Regions from separate parts of the Gasterosteus aculeatus genome. Here region 2 is linked to region 1. A link is a contact called in public Hi-C data. All regions are on one chromosome and are shown on one strand. Each heading gives the region's core, a stretch centred on a gene start, on an enhancer-like site or on the middle of the called end of the contact. The rest is flanking DNA. Distances are from core to core; before and after follow the strand shown.

Evidence for each region. A called contact is a pair of places that touch in the nucleus more often than the background predicts.
Region 2: a contact with region 1 is called in a Hi-C map of skeletal muscle, with 4 times the contacts expected there. The contact joins the enhancer-like site here to the promoter of ppp1r3aa in region 1. A contact is called at or near these places in 3 of 6 Hi-C or Micro-C datasets (skeletal muscle and tail fin).

Annotation. Positions count from the first base shown.
Region 1 is chr4:28,422,338-28,425,635 of fGasAcu3.hap1.1, reverse strand. It overlaps ppp1r3aa (protein phosphatase 1, regulatory subunit 3Aa), which reads left to right and starts at 1,417. Exons shown (of 4, transcript XM_040173977.2): 1 at 1,417-3,132. The coding sequence starts at 2,189.
Region 2 is chr4:28,515,119-28,518,695 of fGasAcu3.hap1.1, reverse strand. foxp2 (forkhead box P2) reads right to left here. Exons shown (of 18, transcript XM_078101794.1): 15 at 2,586-2,707; 16 at 2,245-2,314; 17 at 1,031-1,362. Among protein-coding and RNA genes, the nearest start is that of mdfic, 28 kb to the left of the region's middle. Within about 2 kb of position 2,250, at least 3 of the 9 cell types and tissues checked have open chromatin away from gene starts, as enhancers often do.

The DNA.
Region 1 (3,298 bases), core at 168-2,667:
TTTATTTTTCTTTCGTCTGAATGTGTTTTCGCCCCGATAGTTATATTGACTAAAATCATAAAATAGTTGTCCTCATTAGTGATTGTTATTGATATAAATATGCCGTTACTATCCATGAAATCCATAATGTCCAAAGACTGGCCTGGCTTAAAAAAAGAAAATGAAGAGTAAATGATGATTCATGTGTTGTTCGAGTAAAAAAACGGGGTAGCCGTATAGTGTTTCTAGCATGCAATCATTTGATTTATTGTTTTTTCGTGTTTTGTTTGTGTCATATATCGTAATGCTAATTGAAAAATCCTCAAATAACAAGTAGGAGGAAACAGCTTCTAGGAAGTGGTGAGGATGCGAAGGGGAAACAAACTTGGCGTAAATGTGGTGGTTTGCTGCCACCTAGTGGTCACTTCTGATTGTTATTAAAAGTGTCCGAGGAAAACAAACGAAGGGATGGAAAGTACAAATTTAATCAATCTGGTATTTGCCATATTAGATTTCTTTTGTAATCTGATCACACAGTGCCATTTACTGATCTACATTAGACATGAAACTTATCTTTTGTTAATAAATTCAAAGGGCTGACAAAATAATTGGAGCAAACACATTTGCTTGGATAGTTGAAAAGAGGAATTGATCCAGCTTTTGATTACTGTGTTACTGTCTTCACAGCAGGTTATTCCCTCATTTGTCAGCTTCCTTTCTAGTTGTGAACCCTTGAATTGAATTTTTTTTTAAATCTAGTGTTGTCTGATTGGTAGCAGCTAAGTACTTTTTAAATGAATGAATGTAACAGTATTACGAATGTATACCTAAATATGTTCGCAGTTATTTAGAGAGTTGTATAGCTATAGCATTTATAACACTAGTTTGTATACATCTGCCTTTACCAAAGTTGCAAATGAGAATTCTTTTATACTATTTAAAGACAAAAGGTGCAATTAAAACTAACAATAGAACCCTTGTCTTTAAGAAAACATGGAACAAAGGGTCCTTTGAGGAGAAAGAGTGGCTCACCTACCTGGAAAGGATCGTATAACGAGCCCTAAAGTCTATTTACAAGATATACTGGATATGCGGGTATCCAGTATATCTACACACACACAAATTCTACTCGCTACAAAGAACAGGACAATCCCCAGTCTTCTCTTGCAGGATGCAATAGACCTGAACAATGAAGGCTGCAATGATACACAATGATACAAGAGGATCAGCAGGTATTCAATCACAGAATCAGCAGCAATAATTATCTGAGACATCATCGATGATAACACAACATTTTATTCTTCTTTTCTGTCTACAGGTGGAGGTCAGAGGTCAGATTTAGCTCATTTGGGTGCAGGTCAACTTACTGTAGGATCCAGGTGTATAAAATCATAGAAATCCCCTGAAACAGTGTTACTCATACCTGTCTGTGTACAATCATTAACTGAATAGTTTCTTATATAAAGGTAGCACATTGTTACAGATATTTGCTGTGTGTAACTGATTATAGCCTATGTGAACAATCACACCACCCTGATTGTGTCAGTATTTTGAGCTAAATGCTAATGTGCCTTTCTGATTTTCACCTAGTTTAATATCTTAGCATGCCAATCATTCTTCATGATACAAAATTCTGAACAAATGGACATTTTGACCTGATGATGGCGCTAGAGGTCACAACAATTCATTTAGGAATCAATATCAGTGCAAAGTTAGAATAACTATAATATGAATGTGATCAATGGTGACATGTTTTAGTCTGGAGAACCAACTGTCTGTCTAGTTTCCTATTATGCAAATCCTGCCAGGAGCAACACCACCTTCTGGTATAAAGATGTCCAGCTACGTGTTTACATGCACATATTACAGTAAATCTCACAGTGATAAAATGATTTACGACCCGGAGACCTTGTATACCATTGTACTCATACTAAAACTTCCATTTCAGCCTTATCTTTATCGTGTTCTTAATTAACCCACACTGTTGAAAAACAAATCGTTATTTTGGGGCACAGAATATTTTCACAAAATACAGACACCCCGCTCATGTGTTTCAAACATGTTCTTGAAAGTGCTTTATAAAAGCTGCGTTTCCCTTTATTTATTTGAGTAACTACCAAACACGTCGTACGATGATAACTGAGAGGATAACTGGCCTGCCACGGTCGAGTTAGATGTGTCCTATTAATAGGCCTGGCTCACGCTCCAAATGTCCAGCTGTAACCAAACTCCACCCGTCAAGTCACGTCCTCTCCTTGCTCCCCCTCCTGCAGTGCCACTGCTGCCAGGTCAGGGGCACTCTGGTCTGTGCCTCCCTCCGAGCCAGACGGACGGCAGTACGGGCAGACCCCCCCCCCACCCCACCTCGCACATTATGGATGTTCTGCACATCCCACCCTTGGAAGAGGAAGGGGAGGCTATGGAGGTGGAAAGCCAAGGAAATGGGGAGCAGGAAGAGGGAGGAAAGGAAGCTTCGTCCCCGATGGGTTCCGCCACAGACGAGGAAACGGACGAGGACTCCGAACCGGAGCCCCCACCGGTCATTCGGAGGAAGGTGTCCTTCGCAGATGCGTTCGGCCTAAACCTGGTATCGGTCAAGGAGTTCGACAATCCCGAAGTGGCGGAGTCAGAAGTCAACCGGCACACCAAAAACGAGGCCACCCATCACCCGGAGGAGTTCTACGTGTCCTGTCTCTTCACGGTCCCCTCGTCCCCAGAGGAGCTAGAACAGAGGCTGCGAGAGCAGATGGTTGAGCTCGAAAGCATCGAGCTCCTGCCGGGAACCACCACGCTCCGCGGCACCGTCAGGGTGGTCAACCTCTGCTACACCAAATCCGTTTATGCCCGGATGTCCCTGGACCGCTGGACAAGCTTCTTTGACCTGTCAGCGGAGTACGTGCCTGGATCTAGTGATTGGAAAACCGACAGGTTTACCTTCCAGCACACTCTGGTGCCTCCTTTTGAAAGGGAGGGGACCAGAGTGGAGATATGTCTGCGCTATGAGACTTCAGTGGGCACCTTTTGGGCTAATTGCAAGGAGATGAACTATGTGCTGTTCTGCCACCAGAAGGGACACGTGAAGGAGCATGAGGTTCAGGTCCAGGAGGAGAGCATCGGCTGCAACAGCAAGAGGAGCTGTCTCAAAGCCAACAGGTGAGGGAAGCCAACTCGATCTTAAACACATCATGCCTGTGACAAAAGACGGCGCGATGTAGACGCGGTTTAAATGAATAGGGCTTTATTGGGATCCATCAATGCGCCCTTCGTGTAGAAGTTATTATCGTGTCCAAAAAGGGTCCCAACTTGCTCATTTGCCATG
Region 2 (3,577 bases), core at 1,001-3,500, 92 kb before region 1:
GCGGTAACACTGGCATTCTGTCCAGAGCTGTGCAGATTTGCTCCACTTAACACCCCATTTTCAGAGAGGGGTAAACACGTCTAAATAGATTAACGTATGGATGTCCGGGAGGGCTTACCAAACTCTGAGAGAGGAGTGCACCCTTTGTCCATTACAGGAGTGGTTACACACTATGCAACATGAGCTTTGATGGACAGCGGATGAGAATCATTAAAGTGCGATATCTGTTTGTTTCGCGTGTGCCTTGTGAGCGCACGTCTGTTTCCCCGAAAACATCCTGAAACATTCCTGAAACTCACATTACTCATATTATTTTTCTTTTTCTAAACACTCTTTCTCTCTCAGCTCCATTAAAGCAGAGATGGGAAAAGGAGGGATTTTTAAAGTAATTACAGTTACTCAATATTAATGGGAACTGTCTCACGTAAAATATAGCAGCTAAAACCCTGCAAAGCACACTGTGGTGTAATTAAAGATGAATGTGTAATGGGGTCTATTTATAGAATTAGAACCAACTGTTATCCAAAACGTCCGGCTCACCTCAGCTATTAGCACAAAACAATTCAAATAAAACCAAAACAGAGACAAAGAGAGAAGTTTGATACGACACATATTGCAAATTGAACCTTGCCCTCGGGTCATGGCAAACTGAAGAACATACTGATACCACGGGTTAAATATCAAGCAATTAAACCAACAGAGGGCAGAAGGACAGCGAGTGGAGGACTGAAGGTGGCTGGTTGAACACGTGCTTGCATTCTCAAATAGGTACACGTAAAAAAAACTGTAGGATGTGAGGGGGGGGGGGGGTCTGTGTGTGACACAATTATCTCAGGAAGGGATTCTGGGTCAGAGGATAATGAGTTCACTTCGTTGGTTCACATTCTTATTTTCACTTGACTACCTAAGAAAAAAAGAATGAAATGAACACCGAAACAGAGTTTACAACAGTAGAGTGTGTTCCCACGAATGTACATACAGAACATGTTATCATCACATACGTTGCTTGGAGTAATCTGTTGGTACTCACATGTGTACTGGTGGGGAGTACCCGGGGCTGCCGTGTCCGTTGGTGTCCAGGTGGTCGAGTGAGCCGTTGTAACCGTCGTGGGCAGAGTGCATCAGGGTGGGGGGGCTGCCGCTTAGCGTGCACGGGGGGCTGCAGCCCAGCAGGCCATGCGGGCTCCCGCCCAACATTCCGGTTGGGCTCCCGCCCAACAGTCCGGGCGGACTCAAGCCCGTCAGGATGGACGGATCTCCGCCCAGGAGGCCGTGGCAGCTGCCTCCCATCGGGCCCGTGGAGCCGCTGTTCATGAGGCCGGGGGTCCCCAGCAAGGGCAGGGAGGTCTCAGCCAGGGCCGCCTGCAGGAGGGAGGGAGGGAGGGGAGGGAGGGAGGGAAACGGAATATTGAGGATTAGAGTGTAAATGAAGGTTGGTGGAATATGCAGGAAAGGTATTAGGGGAGAGGCATGTCAAAAGGGGTGTAATAGTTTAAACGTGTAAATGTTGGGAGGCAGGCATGGCGTGTGGAGGGAGAGGGTGGGGGGGGGGGGGATGCATGACATACGGCAGGTGAGAGAACGGTAAGATTTCCTTCAGTAATTATTAAAACACACTCGTCGCAATGTTTTTTTTCCACTCTGTGGCTGCCTATTATCCACCTTGTGACACCTTGCTGACAACCACCTCCCCCCCCAGCTGCCATTCATCTGCCCTTCTGTGGAGTGGCTATTAAAAAAAGTCCCTCAAAACTTTACCTCAAAATAATAAAAACTCCCGACACTTTTGCCTGCTGTGCATTAAAGTTGTATACAGGGATTCAAGTTTTTGCTATAAGCACCTCACCGGCGTACACTATGAAGCCAAATCATTTATGACAGTTTAGATAAATATTAATGCACATGCCCTTGCATTTGCACATGCCACTACCAATCTCTGGTGGCTGCCACAGCGAAGAGAAAGGGAAAGAAAGTGGAGGGGAGTTGCTTCCGGATTTGACCACAGGGTGGCCTTCTGAGTTTGACGGTGTTCAGGATAGAGAGGGAGACAGAAGGAGAAGGGATACAGGAAAAACACAAGCAGAGAATAAGGAGTATAAGGACAACAAAAGCAAAAAAGGCAACCACGTTTGTGAATGTGGAGACAAGCCGCGCTCATTCAGACAGAAATTTGGTCAGCCGGTGTTCAGTCAAACAAACGGGTGGCTGGTGAGTCAGAGCTTCTCTGAGGCTTTTGCTTCATACCTGTAAGCTGGCGTTTAGTGCAGTTCCGTAGCCAAGACTGGAGGGCAGGTTCTTGACAAGTGACGGGCTTCTGGATAAACATTCAAACAGAAAAGAAATGAGTACAACCTGGAACTTGCCTTGTTCCCAATAATGTCATCAGTTTAAACAGAAAATATATTAAATAGTAGTCAAAAAAGCTGCATGGATGGAAGACTAAACAGTCCACATAATTAAAAGGTAAGAAATAACTGGATAGAAAAGGAGACGGAGAGGAGGACCCTAACCCATCAGGCCCTCTGATCCTCCACATGTCGTTGACCTTCAGATCTGGATCTAAGGAGAGGTGACAGCATTCGTACCCTGTGATCTTCTGCGACCTGCGTTTCTGGTACTCCATCTCGTCTACCGTCCACACCGCCCCCTTCACGTTCTCCACACGCACAAAGCACTTGTGCAGACTGAGGTTGTGGCGAACGGCGTTCTGCAGAGAGACATGACACACGGGTCAGAGGGATGAAGTAAAACGAATCACATTCGTTCATTAACCGTCAAGGAAAGAAGAAGGCTTGGAAATAGATTTTTTCTTTTTTTTTTTTGCTTGCATTTGGAAGAAATTCTTAACATTCACGCACCATTGATTTAATTAGTAAAAATTGAGTGAGAGCGAATGCTCTTACAAGTCCTGCACACAGTACATATCAATCAGAGTAAGTAGGCTAAAAGGAGGTAATCAGCATAGCGAATGGCTTATGGTGGTGACAGAAGTGGTAATGCCGGCCTTGATAATGGTGATGTCAGTAACCCTTTCTGCTCCAGAAAAGCATTTCTCTTAATGGACACATCGCTTTAAAGATGACAGAATTGCAAGAAAAAAGACAGTCATCAGGAGGCCCTTGTGTCAGTGTGTGTGTACTGGGGAGTGTGTGTGTGCCTGAAAGAATAGGGAGGATTAAGATGAAGTGTATCTGACATCTATATGTCCAAATATTCTCCATAATGGGTCACATTGGCCGTTGAATAAATGCCTAAATGACACGTCACCTTTCAAACTTCTGAAAAGCTGTGTTTGAATTAAAATGTACGTACAATCATACAATAAACCAGTGGGGTGTTTTTATAATTACAAAATAAAGAAAGCGTATTGAAAAAAGCGCTCCTATATTAATATGACCATACGACCATAATTAAAACATGCATCAGACTCTACAAATAATAACCTTGGCTTTAATATATCTGCCACCCATATTTATCATCTCCCTTATGTCGGTGTGTACTGCTCTTTCTAAAAGAAAAAAGGACAAAAAAAAAAGAAGAAAAAGCTCATAAGCAGATTTCGCATCTGACCTGAAAA